Linked DNA regions of Mus musculus: all the other regions are linked to region 1. Evidence: chromatin contacts called from public ChIA-PET and HiChIP or PLAC-seq data. All regions are on one chromosome and are shown on one strand. The core of a region is the stretch at or near the end of the contact, and the rest is flanking DNA. Distances in the headings are between cores, read along the strand shown. Region 1 overlaps Sv2c (synaptic vesicle glycoprotein 2c). Region 2 holds the start of F2r (coagulation factor II (thrombin) receptor). Region 3 has its middle 25 kb from the start of F2r.

What was found. ChIA-PET counts read pairs in DNA pulled down with a chosen protein or histone mark. HiChIP or PLAC-seq counts read pairs in DNA pulled down with a chosen protein or histone mark.
Region 2: an RNA polymerase II ChIA-PET map of memory CD8 T cells shows a contact between it and region 1, with 404 read pairs. The contact joins the promoter of F2r here to the enhancer-like site in region 1. A contact is called at or near these places in 3 of 39 promoter capture datasets (liver, neural stem cells and pre-B cells), 3 of 484 Hi-C or Micro-C datasets (CD4 T cells, CD8 T cells and Th2 cells), 10 of 115 datasets of contacts at active chromatin or transcription factors (T-cell acute lymphoblastic leukemia, bone marrow-derived macrophages, embryonic forebrain and 7 more) and 1 of 9 other capture datasets (liver).
Region 3: a contact with region 1 is called in an H3K27ac HiChIP or PLAC-seq map of thymic regulatory T cells, with 5 times the contacts expected there. The contact joins two enhancer-like sites. A contact is called at or near these places in 1 of 484 Hi-C or Micro-C datasets (Th2 cells) and 8 of 115 datasets of contacts at active chromatin or transcription factors (T-cell acute lymphoblastic leukemia, bone marrow-derived dendritic cells, bone marrow-derived macrophages and 5 more).

The regions. Positions count from the first base shown.
Region 1 is chr13:95,958,812-95,962,176 of GRCm38.p6, reverse strand. Sv2c (synaptic vesicle glycoprotein 2c) reads left to right here. Exons shown (of 13, transcript NM_029210.1): 13 at 714-2,734. The coding sequence ends at 897. Among named protein-coding and RNA genes, the nearest start is that of Gm24032, 63 kb to the right of the region's middle. Within about 2 kb of position 1,521, at least 124 of the 459 cell types and tissues checked have an H3K27ac peak or open chromatin away from gene starts, as enhancers often do. A contact at or near this core is called in CD8 T cells, Th2 cells, liver and 3 more, where this site is marked.
Region 2 is chr13:95,616,427-95,619,991 of GRCm38.p6, reverse strand. It overlaps F2r (coagulation factor II (thrombin) receptor), which reads left to right and starts at 1,526. Exons shown (of 2, transcript NM_010169.4): 1 at 1,526-1,705. The coding sequence starts at 1,618.
Region 3 is chr13:95,591,242-95,595,047 of GRCm38.p6, reverse strand. No RefSeq gene overlaps it. Among named protein-coding and RNA genes, the nearest start is that of F2r, 25 kb to the left of the region's middle. Within about 2 kb of position 1,652, at least 50 of the 459 cell types and tissues checked have an H3K27ac peak or open chromatin away from gene starts, as enhancers often do. A contact at or near this core is called in Th2 cells and thymic regulatory T cells, where this site is marked.

The DNA.
Region 1 (3,365 bases), core at 272-2,771:
TGCCCTTTAAAGGGTCTGTGTTGCATAGCAACTCTTAGCGGTGGTGGGAACTCTTAGCTATGGTCGAAATGCACAGCACTGGATGCTGACGTAAGTAAACTACAGGTGCTGAGTCGCTGAGAAGCAGGCTGATAGTGTCTGACAGACGGCAGTTGTATTTTATACTGGAACAAAATTTGAATTTCCTTATTTCCTCTATTTAAGAGGTGTCACCAAGATTCTGGACACTTATAAAACAAATAACAAGTCACTTTTGTAAAGACTTGAGAGCCTGCTAGATCGCCCAGTCCCACTCCCTGGACAGAGGAGGTGGCCCAGCTTCTCCCAAGCTAAGCAGAGGCTAGCTGACTCCTACGGAAAGAGGCTTTAAGCCTGCTTTTATCCTGAGAGGACTTACACGGAGTGAAATTAACTTTTACTTAGTAGAACCATCCTTCCAACACATTGGACCAAGAAAGAGCTTTTTTTTCTTCTTCTGTACCAAAATAAGAGTCAGTAGAGTCGTACGTACGTCATCAGGAGACCGGCCGCAGCAGTGACAGCTGGCTTCTCTGCCTCCGCGTTTGCTAACAAGCATTTTAATTATCTGCTTCACTAACATACGGCACAAACCACGTAAAGACCATCAGGGTGACTGCGCAGAACGTGTAAGTTTAAAGCTGGACTCCCGAGCATCATTTTCTAAACCTTGACTGTGTTTCTGTCCCTTGCAGAGCAACGGGCTTCGGCTTCTTGAACGCCCTCTGTAAAGCGGCGGCCGTCCTGGGAAACTTAATCTTCGGCTCCTTGGTCAGCATCACCAAAGCCATCCCCATCCTGCTGGCTTCCACTGTGCTCGTGTGTGGAGGACTCGTGGGGCTGCGCCTGCCCGACACACGAACCCAGGTTCTGATGTGACGTGACAAAAGCCATTCCCTTCCTCCCACCGTGGGTCGGTCGTATTGCCTGACTCAAAGCTTCAGAGTTTTAATGTATAGAAAGGTGGCCAAGTATCAGAACACAAACTTTTGCTGTGATGTAACGTGTAGCTGCGTATTGTCTTACCCCGCCAGTGTGATTTGCAGGGTTTCCCGCCCCCCCTCCCCCCGTGCACTGTTAGCTTTTCCTAACTGTGATGTTCCTGCTTCTCAGTGCCCAGTGGAAGTGTTCCTAAAATGTCTCAGTTGACCAGGCTTCCCCAAGGACTACATTCACCAAGAATCTAAAAAGTCTGTGCTGGTGTAAGAAATAGACCCTGCTGGCGACGCTCTACTAACAGGAAGTTTAAATTGGCATAATTTTGTGCTGAGGAAAGGGATTTCTTTTTCTTCTTTTTTCTTTCTCTCTTTCTTTCTCTCTCTTTCTTTCTTTCTTTCTTTCTTTCTTTCTTTCTTTCTTTCTTTCTTTCTTTCTTTCTTTCTTTCTTTCTTTCTTTCTTTCTTTCTTTCTTTCTTTCTTTCTTTTTCTCATACCGAGTGATACTTCCTGTTTTCTTAGAAAAAAGACAGCCTGCCAGCCACTCTAGCTGTTACAGCAGGGGGTTTCAAGACAATTGTGTGACACCAAGCACTTCTGGGCGGGGCTCTTTTGGGCAGGATGATTAGGGTGGTTTTGTTAACAAGAAAAGTTTAAAGTCTATCCCCACTTGGCAACGAAACCCTACCTGAGCAGCACAAGGCAGATTTTTAGATAGAAATTGGAATTCACAACCAAAGCCATTTGGGAAACACAGACGGGAGCCTCTCTTGTACGGTCCCTTGCGGGTCAACACCACCCACCCTCCTTTGATCAACTGTCCACTGTTACATTTTTAGCCCAAATCTCCACATCAGGTCATGTCCCTCCAGTGTCCCCAGGCTGTGGGCTCCTAGCCTTGTCTCTGGACAGTTTTTGAGCCTGCCTGCTCTCCCCAGCAACCCTCCGGCAGGCAGGACAGCATTTCCTGGTGGGTGAATATCTGTTTTACCTCTGGAATCTTCCTGAGCATGGAAGGAGGGAGGGGTCAGCAGGACGTTCCCACGGGCCAGCTGTCAGCTAAAGGACCTTCGAGTCTCTTGCCCGGTGCCCCTCCCCCAGGCCCATCCTTTTACGCGTCTTTGAAATCTGAAGCCTCCTTGTAGATTTGCAGCCTGTGATAGCAACCATCGTAAGGCCTGTGTTTAAACAGCATTCTTTGTTTAACTGCCTCTGTCTTGTTGGAGGGGGAATCCTCTTTGCTTATTTTACGCTTTTCTTGCATGACCACAGCCCCGGGCCTTCCAGAAAAAAGGAAACTTCTGTTCCCAAGAATCTGTTCAGAGATGGCCCTGCTCCCTGGAGTCCCCTCTGCCTTGCCTCCCTTCCCCTCACATGTTCCCTGATCCCTCCTGGAGCTGAAATTCTGTGAAAAGCTCTTTGATTAACATAAACCATTAATCCACTGCCCCCATTAAGTAATGCAGGCGTGGTGGAGGGGGCAGCCTTGAGTTAAGATGGGAAGCTGCAGAGAGAAAGTGGTTCCCTGCAGATAACCTGAGTACTCAGAGCCTGGACATCCAGGCTATGAGAGCCAGAGCTGCAGAGCTGACCAGGGAATCTTCGAAGCATCATTGATTGATTTGAAAGACACCAATGAGGCAGGGCCAGAACAGAACTCGCTTCTGTTTCTCATCCCTGGGAAACAAATCTGTGTTTCAAAAACCTAAGGAGTATCTATTTTTTTTTCCATGCAGGCTCATTTCTCTCTCCTATTTGCACCATGGTTGTTTTCTTTTTGAAAAAAACATGTTTGAGGCCCAGAGCAGACCTTTTGGTTGAATGTGGCATGCAACAAAATTGCTGCAAAAGTAAGATATGAATCCCTATCTTCCCATTCAAAACAAACAAACAAACAAACAAACAAGCAAACAAACCATACAAATCAAAGGCATTGCTTTCTCTACTCTGGCCTGCTGTGGTAGTGATCTTACTGGATAGTCTTTACTCTCAAATTGTCTCTGCTCCCTGATTTAGCTACAAGTACATTCCAAACTGCAAGACACAGTCATTCAGAATTTTATCTGGACACTGGGTTGGGCCAGCATGGGATGACCCAACAGAACCCTTCTTTATAAGACCATCTGTCCCCTTCAGAAAAACCATTTCTGTCAACTACCCCAAGCTTCCCAGGTGGCCCAAGAGGGATCTCTTCTATAACCTCCTGGACAATCAGTGGTCACAAGCCTTCTTGGTTGCCGTCTTGCCCACTCCCCACACATTTCCCTCAGCCTCTTCACTGTGTGTAACCTTTCCTTTCCACGACAGGGTTCTTGTTGCTTCTCAAATACATGCTGTGGCTTGTTCAGGTATAATTAGAGGTTAAGATCCAACCATGAGATTCGACAGAAGCCCCAGTTATGAGTGTCATG
Region 2 (3,565 bases), core at 277-2,776, 340 kb after region 1:
TAAAAGCGATGAACCTAAAACCCCCACAGCATTTCAGAGAGGTGAGAAAACGATACCATGTTATTATTGTGTGCAGACATGTGCTAATTGTCCCCACTTACCCTAAAATATGCTTTCTCAAAAGATTCCAGTGGGAAGGATTTTACATGGCATTGTCTAGCTGGGTGATTGCACAACTGACAGAGCAACTTAGGAAGATTGTGAGGCAGCTCTGAGGGTAAGGGGAGGAGATGGCCTCTGATCTTGTTTTCTGCATTGATCCAAATGTTGGGATTCCGCATTTTCTTAATTAGTGATTGATGGGGAAAGGTCCAGCCCATTGTAGGTGGTACTATCCCTGGGCTAATGGTCCTGAGCTCTGTAAGAAAGCAGGCTGAGCAAGCGTGAACAGCAAGCCAGTAAGCGGCACCCCTCCATGGCCTCTGCTTCAGCTCCTGCCTCCAGGGTCCTGCCTTGTTTTGAGTTCCTGTCCTGACTTCCTTTACCGATGAACACTTATATGGAAATATAATCCAAATAAACCCTTTCCTCTCCAACCTGCCTTTTTGTCGTGGTGTTTCATGGCAGCAATAGAAACCCTAAGACAATCACAGCACTTCAGAGCGCTAAGCTGTGAGCTGGCTCTTTCAGAAACTGGGTAGAGGACCAGGATTAATTTCCGGGGTGTCTTCCTCACTAGACTCTTTCTAAACAAAATAAGCTGGGGCTCCCTCTCGCTAGGCCTCAGCCATGACCCCCCCCCTTCTTTTGATATCTAACGCTGAAATGTAGTCAAGCACAAACCATAAGGACCTGGGAAGGACCCTTTAAAATTCCTCAGTGCTACCCCTCCTCTTCCCACCCAACATCTTTCTGGTGAGAAAGCCCTGGGCGTTGGGGCCTGTGGCTGAGGCTCTGGCTTGGGTCACCAGGGGAGGCAGAGTTCGGTAAGCAAGAGCTTGGTGAATCAGCGCCTGGATACCTGGTCCACTTCCACTCGTGTGTGGAAGATCAAAGGCTCAACGTGATCCATCTAAGCTCGCAAAATAAAAGAATTTCGAGAAATGTCAAGCACTCTGTCCACATATCTGGGGACACCCTTGTCACTGCAGGGGGGCGGGGGGGACGGGGGGACGGGGGACGGGGGACGGGGACGGACGGACAGAAGTCAGTAGCCAACTTTTAGCTAAACTCCAAACTTGTGTGCAGCCAGACGCCGGGGAGGAGAAGAGACTTGGAGCACCACCACGGGACTGTCCCCGTCTAGCTTCGCTTCCCTTGCTCCACGTCCCAGGAGAGTCATTGAAGCGGCCGCAGGCGCTCTCCGAAGACCCCGAGGGGCTGAGTCACTCCCAGGCTTGCAGCTCAACCACACCGGGTGGGACAAGGGGAGACTGGGGAGGAGCGAGCATCTGGTGCGGTCTGCCGCTTGGGTTCCGGAGCGAGGGGCTGCGGGCACGAGCGGAGACTGCGGGCACGCGCACAGCCCGCGGAGCCCCGCCCCACGCCCCTGAACCGCCTCCAAATACTCACCCAGGGGCCGCGCAGTCGCCTCTAGTCACCCGCAGGCTCCGACCGAGCTACTCAGAAAGAAGTAGGCGACGGCGGGCGCCGGGCCGCGCGGGCAGCCTTGGGACAATGGGGCCCCGGCGCTTGCTGATCGTCGCCCTCGGCCTCAGCCTGTGCGGTCCCTTGCTGTCTTCCCGCGTCCCTATGAGCCAGCCAGGTAAGAGCTGCGGGTGGGTGAGCATGGGGGAAGCTATCAGAAGTTTTAGGTTGCGCCAGCTCCGTGAGGGGGTGCTCCTGGCTGCAACCCTGCCTCAGTTTCCCCCAGGAGCCAAACAGTCATTTGGGCCGAGATCTAGAGGTTCCCCTAGTCACATCCATGTGGGGCGCACCATATCCTCCCCACTCCCCGCACGGCCGATGCTCTTTTGGACTCGGTTTTGGAGGGTGCAGTCCGCGGGCCACCGGGTGTTGGATCCGGAGAGGGGCCCGAGGGTCCGCGGAACGGTCTCCACAGTCGCTTTAATTGTCATTGTGTGGCCTGTTTTACAAGACCACCTTCAGAAAGAAAGGGTCTTGTGATTCTGGGCTTTCGGTGTGCAGTGGAACCACTCTCCTCAAGTTTTTGCTTTGATGGAAACTCGTTTTCTCGTTTGATTTACAAGGAGGGAAAAGCGATGTGAAAGAAAAAATTCACAGTCACACAATAAAGACCGGACAGCCCCCAGCTTGGCCTGGTACCCAGGAGGTGATGAAGGTTTCTGGTTGCAGGGAGTGGAGTAGGTCTTTGTTATCGGAAACCTGTTTCTCTGCATGGAGAAAAGGGACCCCTCTTCAGAATCAGGCGCACCTAGAAATTATCTAGTCTTAGTTTTTTTCAATGGAATTTCTCATCTGCCGCAAGGACATTCGTTACTTACAGTGTATTTTTAAATATCTGCCAGTTTGACCAAATAAATTAGTTTGGTCGACTTATTTCGTCAAATATTTTCTCTTTTCTCCAAAGCAGAGGCGTAGCCTGTAAAGTTCCCAATTGTTTCGACTTTCTTAGTAGGGACACCTTTAGCCGTTCCTTTCACGCTGAAGAAAATCTAGTGGGTTTTCTTCAGTTTTTGTTATCTCTGAAAGAATGTGCACTTCGGTGCTCCCACATGTAAGGATTAGGAGGTGACAAAGAGTGGGGTGTTTCCTGTTGTCTGTCTTTCTTCAGTGTGAGCTTGAGTGGTGCTCATGGGAAAACTCAGAGCCCCACAGAGGGCCCCCACGCCGAGCAGCAGCTAACCAGCCTGCCTGTGTTTGGGTAGCCGACCTTAGACCTTAATCATCAGCAGCCGTGAGGGGGAGGACGATCCAAAGTGTACATGGAGGTGCGAGCTCACATAACTTTAGGTTACTTCCTCGCTTTTATTTTGGGACAGGCCTTTTAAAATATAGACTATGAGATGTGGCCAGCACAGATCATAGGTATGATAAGGAGACATTTATCCCCTTTCTCTGATTCTAAAAATAAGGCCCAGAGAGATTGAGTGGCCTGCCTTGAGGGGGGGGGGGAGTTATAGGAGTGGTCCCCCTACATTGGGTACAGACAATAAGTGAACTCACAAACTCAGCCAAAAACAAATCTGCTTCTCCTTACCGCTGCATAAAGAGAGAATGGCTGTGGGTAACTGTGGCCAAGTGCCTTGGGATTTCAGAGACGGCCATCCTTATCTCTAGGCCAAGCCCAGTCCCTTGGCAAGAAGCAAGAGGTCCCTGTACAAGACGGGCCCCAGCCTTGCTCTACTTCCCCTGACATATTCCTCACTTCACCCAGTCTCTAATCGCTCCTCAAGAATGTTGCCCGCTCTGGGTTCTTCTCCCATGTCACTCCAGACCAGCCGGCTTTTCTCAACTTCGCATGTCCTCTTAACCGTGAACCGTGAACCGCTACTCTGTAGGAACCTCCCGCCCTAGCTGCTCCTGCCTGGGTCTGTCATGTGAACTTGCTCTTTTTAAAGCCCAGGACTTGCTTCTTTTCCAAAAATCTTCCTCCCATTCACCTTCCTCCCCACCCCGGGCCTCTTCGGTTCCTGCTGCCCTG
Region 3 (3,806 bases), core at 403-2,902, 370 kb after region 1:
GTGTGTATATCTGTGTGTATATGTGTATGTGTGTATGTATGTGTGTATGTGTATATATGTATGTGTATGTGTGTATGTATGTGTGTATGTGTGTATGTATGTGTATGTATGTGTGTGTATGTGTGTGTCTGTGTGTGTGTCTGTGTATGTATGTGTGTGTATGTGTGTATGTCTGTGTGTGTATGTTTGTGTGTGTATGTATGTGTGTGTCTGTGTGTGTATGTGTGTGTCTGTGTGTGTATATGTGTATGTGTATATGTGTATATATATATATGTGTGTGTGTGTGTGTATGTGTGTGTGTGTGTGTTTGCACCATAAGCATGAAGGTACTAATGGAGACCAGAAAAGGGCATCAGAATCCCTGGCACTGGCATCACAGGCAGTGATTAACCACACGAAGTGAGAACAAAGAACCAAACCCAGGTCTCCTAAAAGAGTAGCATGTGCTCTTGACAACTGAGTCATCTCTTCAGCTCTGCCACCATAGGCCCTTTTATTTTTATATTGTATCTTTGAGTCCTAAAACTCCTTTAGAGACAAAGGTACTGGGTATAGCAACCATACTACAGCCCAGAATAGGACAGGCACTTGTTGCTAAGGTTCCAGGAAAGTCAGACAAATGGCCCTGCTGTTGTATCGGGACCATGAGCTGAGTTAGGACAGCCACAGGATGATGAGGGAAGAGGGATCTGCATGTCTCCCATCCTCAAGCAGACTACCCCCCCACACACACACACACCCACCCACCCACACAGAGAGATGGCAAAGGCACCAAGCATAAGAGTAGGGCTAGGAATGTGGCTCAGTTGATAAAATGCTTTTCTGGCAAGCACTCAGGCATGAGTTCCATTCCTAGAACCCATCTTTTTAAAACAACACAAGGTGTAGTGGTGTATGCTAGTTTTCCCGGTGCTGAGGAAGCTGAGGTCAGTAAGCTCAGTGGGGAGAGCCTGGCCTACTTGGTAAGGTTCAGGCCAAGGAAATCCTATCTTAACAAGGTAGGAGCCATGAGGTGGTCAGAGGATCAAGGTATTTGCTGCCAAGTCTGATACTCTGAGTGTGGTCAGTCCTTGGGGTCCACATGATGAAGGGAAAGAATAGAGCTCTCTCTGACCTCCACATCTGTGCCATGGTATACATAGACACACACCTACATACATATCCCTACCCAAACACACACACATACATTCTCCTGCTGCACATACACCTCTACACAAACACAGAGACACACCGACATATATACACACCTATACACATATCTCTACACAAATACACACACCTTCATACACACCCCTACACAAACACACACACATGATATACCCTTATCCAAATACACATACCTACAAATATACCCCTACTCTACACATATACCACCTATACAAATATACACACACCTATACACACACACACACACACACACACAAATAAGAGGACACAACTTGGGTGGGCACACCATTAAAAATAACTTCCTTACCACAGTCATATTCAATTGGTCAATCTAGACACAGGTCACCCAAGGCCACCTAGAGTCAAGGAGACATAAAACTGGACAAGGTCTCTTCAGGGAAAGGATTTCAAAGCCACTAGACCAAGCCATAGGAAGGGATGAAGACTTGAACCCATTGTTGCAATGTTCTTACAGAATGACTGAAAACTCATCTTAGTAACACCAATGTTTAGCTTACCATCCACTGTTGCTAAAACACAGTCCAGTGTCTAAGATTTTTCAGTTATTTTAATATGTTTTTTAAAAAACAACAAAAGAATTGTAAAGTATCCAAAAGAATTGAGACCCAGACTCAAAGTAGACAGCACACGCCTCCGGAGGATCGGGGAAAGATAAGACCTCGAAACAGTGCCAATTTGTATAACAGGAAATGCAACGCTGCAAGCCTGTTGTGGTTTGCTCTGTTCTGTTTTGCGGTTTTGTCAAAGCTGGAAATCACTGAACCCAGGGCTTTGCACTCGCCAGGCAAGTGCTGTACCACAGAGCTCCATCACCAGCCCGAGTGTGGCAGTCTAGTGGAAGACTCAAATAGGTCACTTCCTCCAGCAGAGGTTCATCGGAAAATGACCAGTCATGGGAAAAAATGGTGTGATGGAGAAGTTTCCACCCTGCAGTGCCAGCATAGCCTGGGGGACCGCTGTTAGTGGTCTGGTTCCAATCACAACCTCTGACTTTTTAAAGTCATAATAATCATGCTCTCAGTGTGACCTTGGAAGAAGGCTGGCAAAGGCAAATGTCATGAGCTGTGTTCGTCTCTGTTTCCGATTTAACTCAATTTCAGTTGCTATTGTGCTTCTTTTGATACGTAAGCTTTGCTTCCTAAAATGGCCCTGTCTCAGATGCTATCTGTAGCCTCATCCTCCTATTTTTTTTTTTTTGAATAACCTTTTTGCAAGAATTCCCATACGGAATCATGTAGGCATATCTTATTTCTTGACACGGGCATATTCAGTCCCACTCGTTGGAAAGGAATCATTGGAAGGGTGGAGCATTTCTCTCTGATAGGAATGAGAGATAGGCAGGGCGGCGATGGTGGCGCATGCCTTTAATCCCAGCACTTGGGAGGTAGAAGAAGGCAGATTTCTGAGTTCGAGGCCAGCCTGGTCTACAGAGTGAGTTCCAGGACAGCCAGAGCTACACAGAGAAACCCTGTCTCAAAACAAACAAACAAACCAACCAACAAAAAGGAATGAGAGGTAGAACTTGGTAGGGCTCAGAGAGTAGGCCATAGGTCCACGAACTACATTTGTATTTAAGAGTCAAATTACAGGGATGATGGGATGGTCCAGTGTGTAGATGCTCTTGCCACCAAGCCTGATGACGTAAGTTCTCTCCTCCGGTGAAAGGAGAAGCTGACCCCCTACGGTTGTGTTCTCACCTCCACACATGTGCCATGGCATGTGTGATACATACGTTACATAAATAAGTACATATTCTTTTAAAGAGCCTGGATGTATAGGCTTAAAGTGAGCTTGGTTTGTGCACTAGCTCTTGATGGGGAGAGCTTTGCCCTGTCATTGCCCTATTCAATGGGCAGGTATGAATGGGTGCACAGTGCCTTTCAGGCCCTACTTTTCCTCCCAACCTTTCTCACCCGCTCCTCAGTCACCAAGTATATCTGCTTCTGAGAGCCCAAAGCAAGTGTTCTTCCAGGTACACGGGAGGGGCCCCCAGGAAGGTGTCTGAGTTAGAGACTGTAGGCAGGATGTTGGGTGATGGAGGACTAACCTTGCACATGGGAGGAAGATCGGCATTCCAGAGCTTCAGATCACAAAGTGCTCCTGGAAAGCAGAGTAGGAGATAAAGCCATAAAGCTGGCAGTGTAGGTGGGGCCAAGTGGATGGGTTGGCAAGCCACACTTGGCCAACTGGACTTTACCTGGTGGAAGCCCTCTGAGCCTATCAACAGTTTACTGATTGGATGTGATTTGAGCTTTGGAGAGGGGGTAGCATGAAGATGGACAAAAGGGGTAAGCAAGAGTCAGGGCTTTGGGGGGGGGCTCTGACATTTGACACTCCGCCCCCAAAACCACCTACATCACTTTGAGCCAAGTTCAAATCTCACACCCTATTAGACCTCATGAATTTCAAAGTAAATTCCCATTGACTAAGAGAACTCAAAGCAGCTCTGGATACTAGAGCTTGCCTCCAAGTCTGCCCTTTCAAACTCTGATCTCCGTGCTCCCGCTTCCTCCTCAGCTCTCCACTCCTACCCTCACAGAACCCACAAGGCCTGGGCCTGCGCAGTGATGCTCACATCAGGTCAGTCTGCTTAGGCCAGATCTCCCTTGGGCTGTCA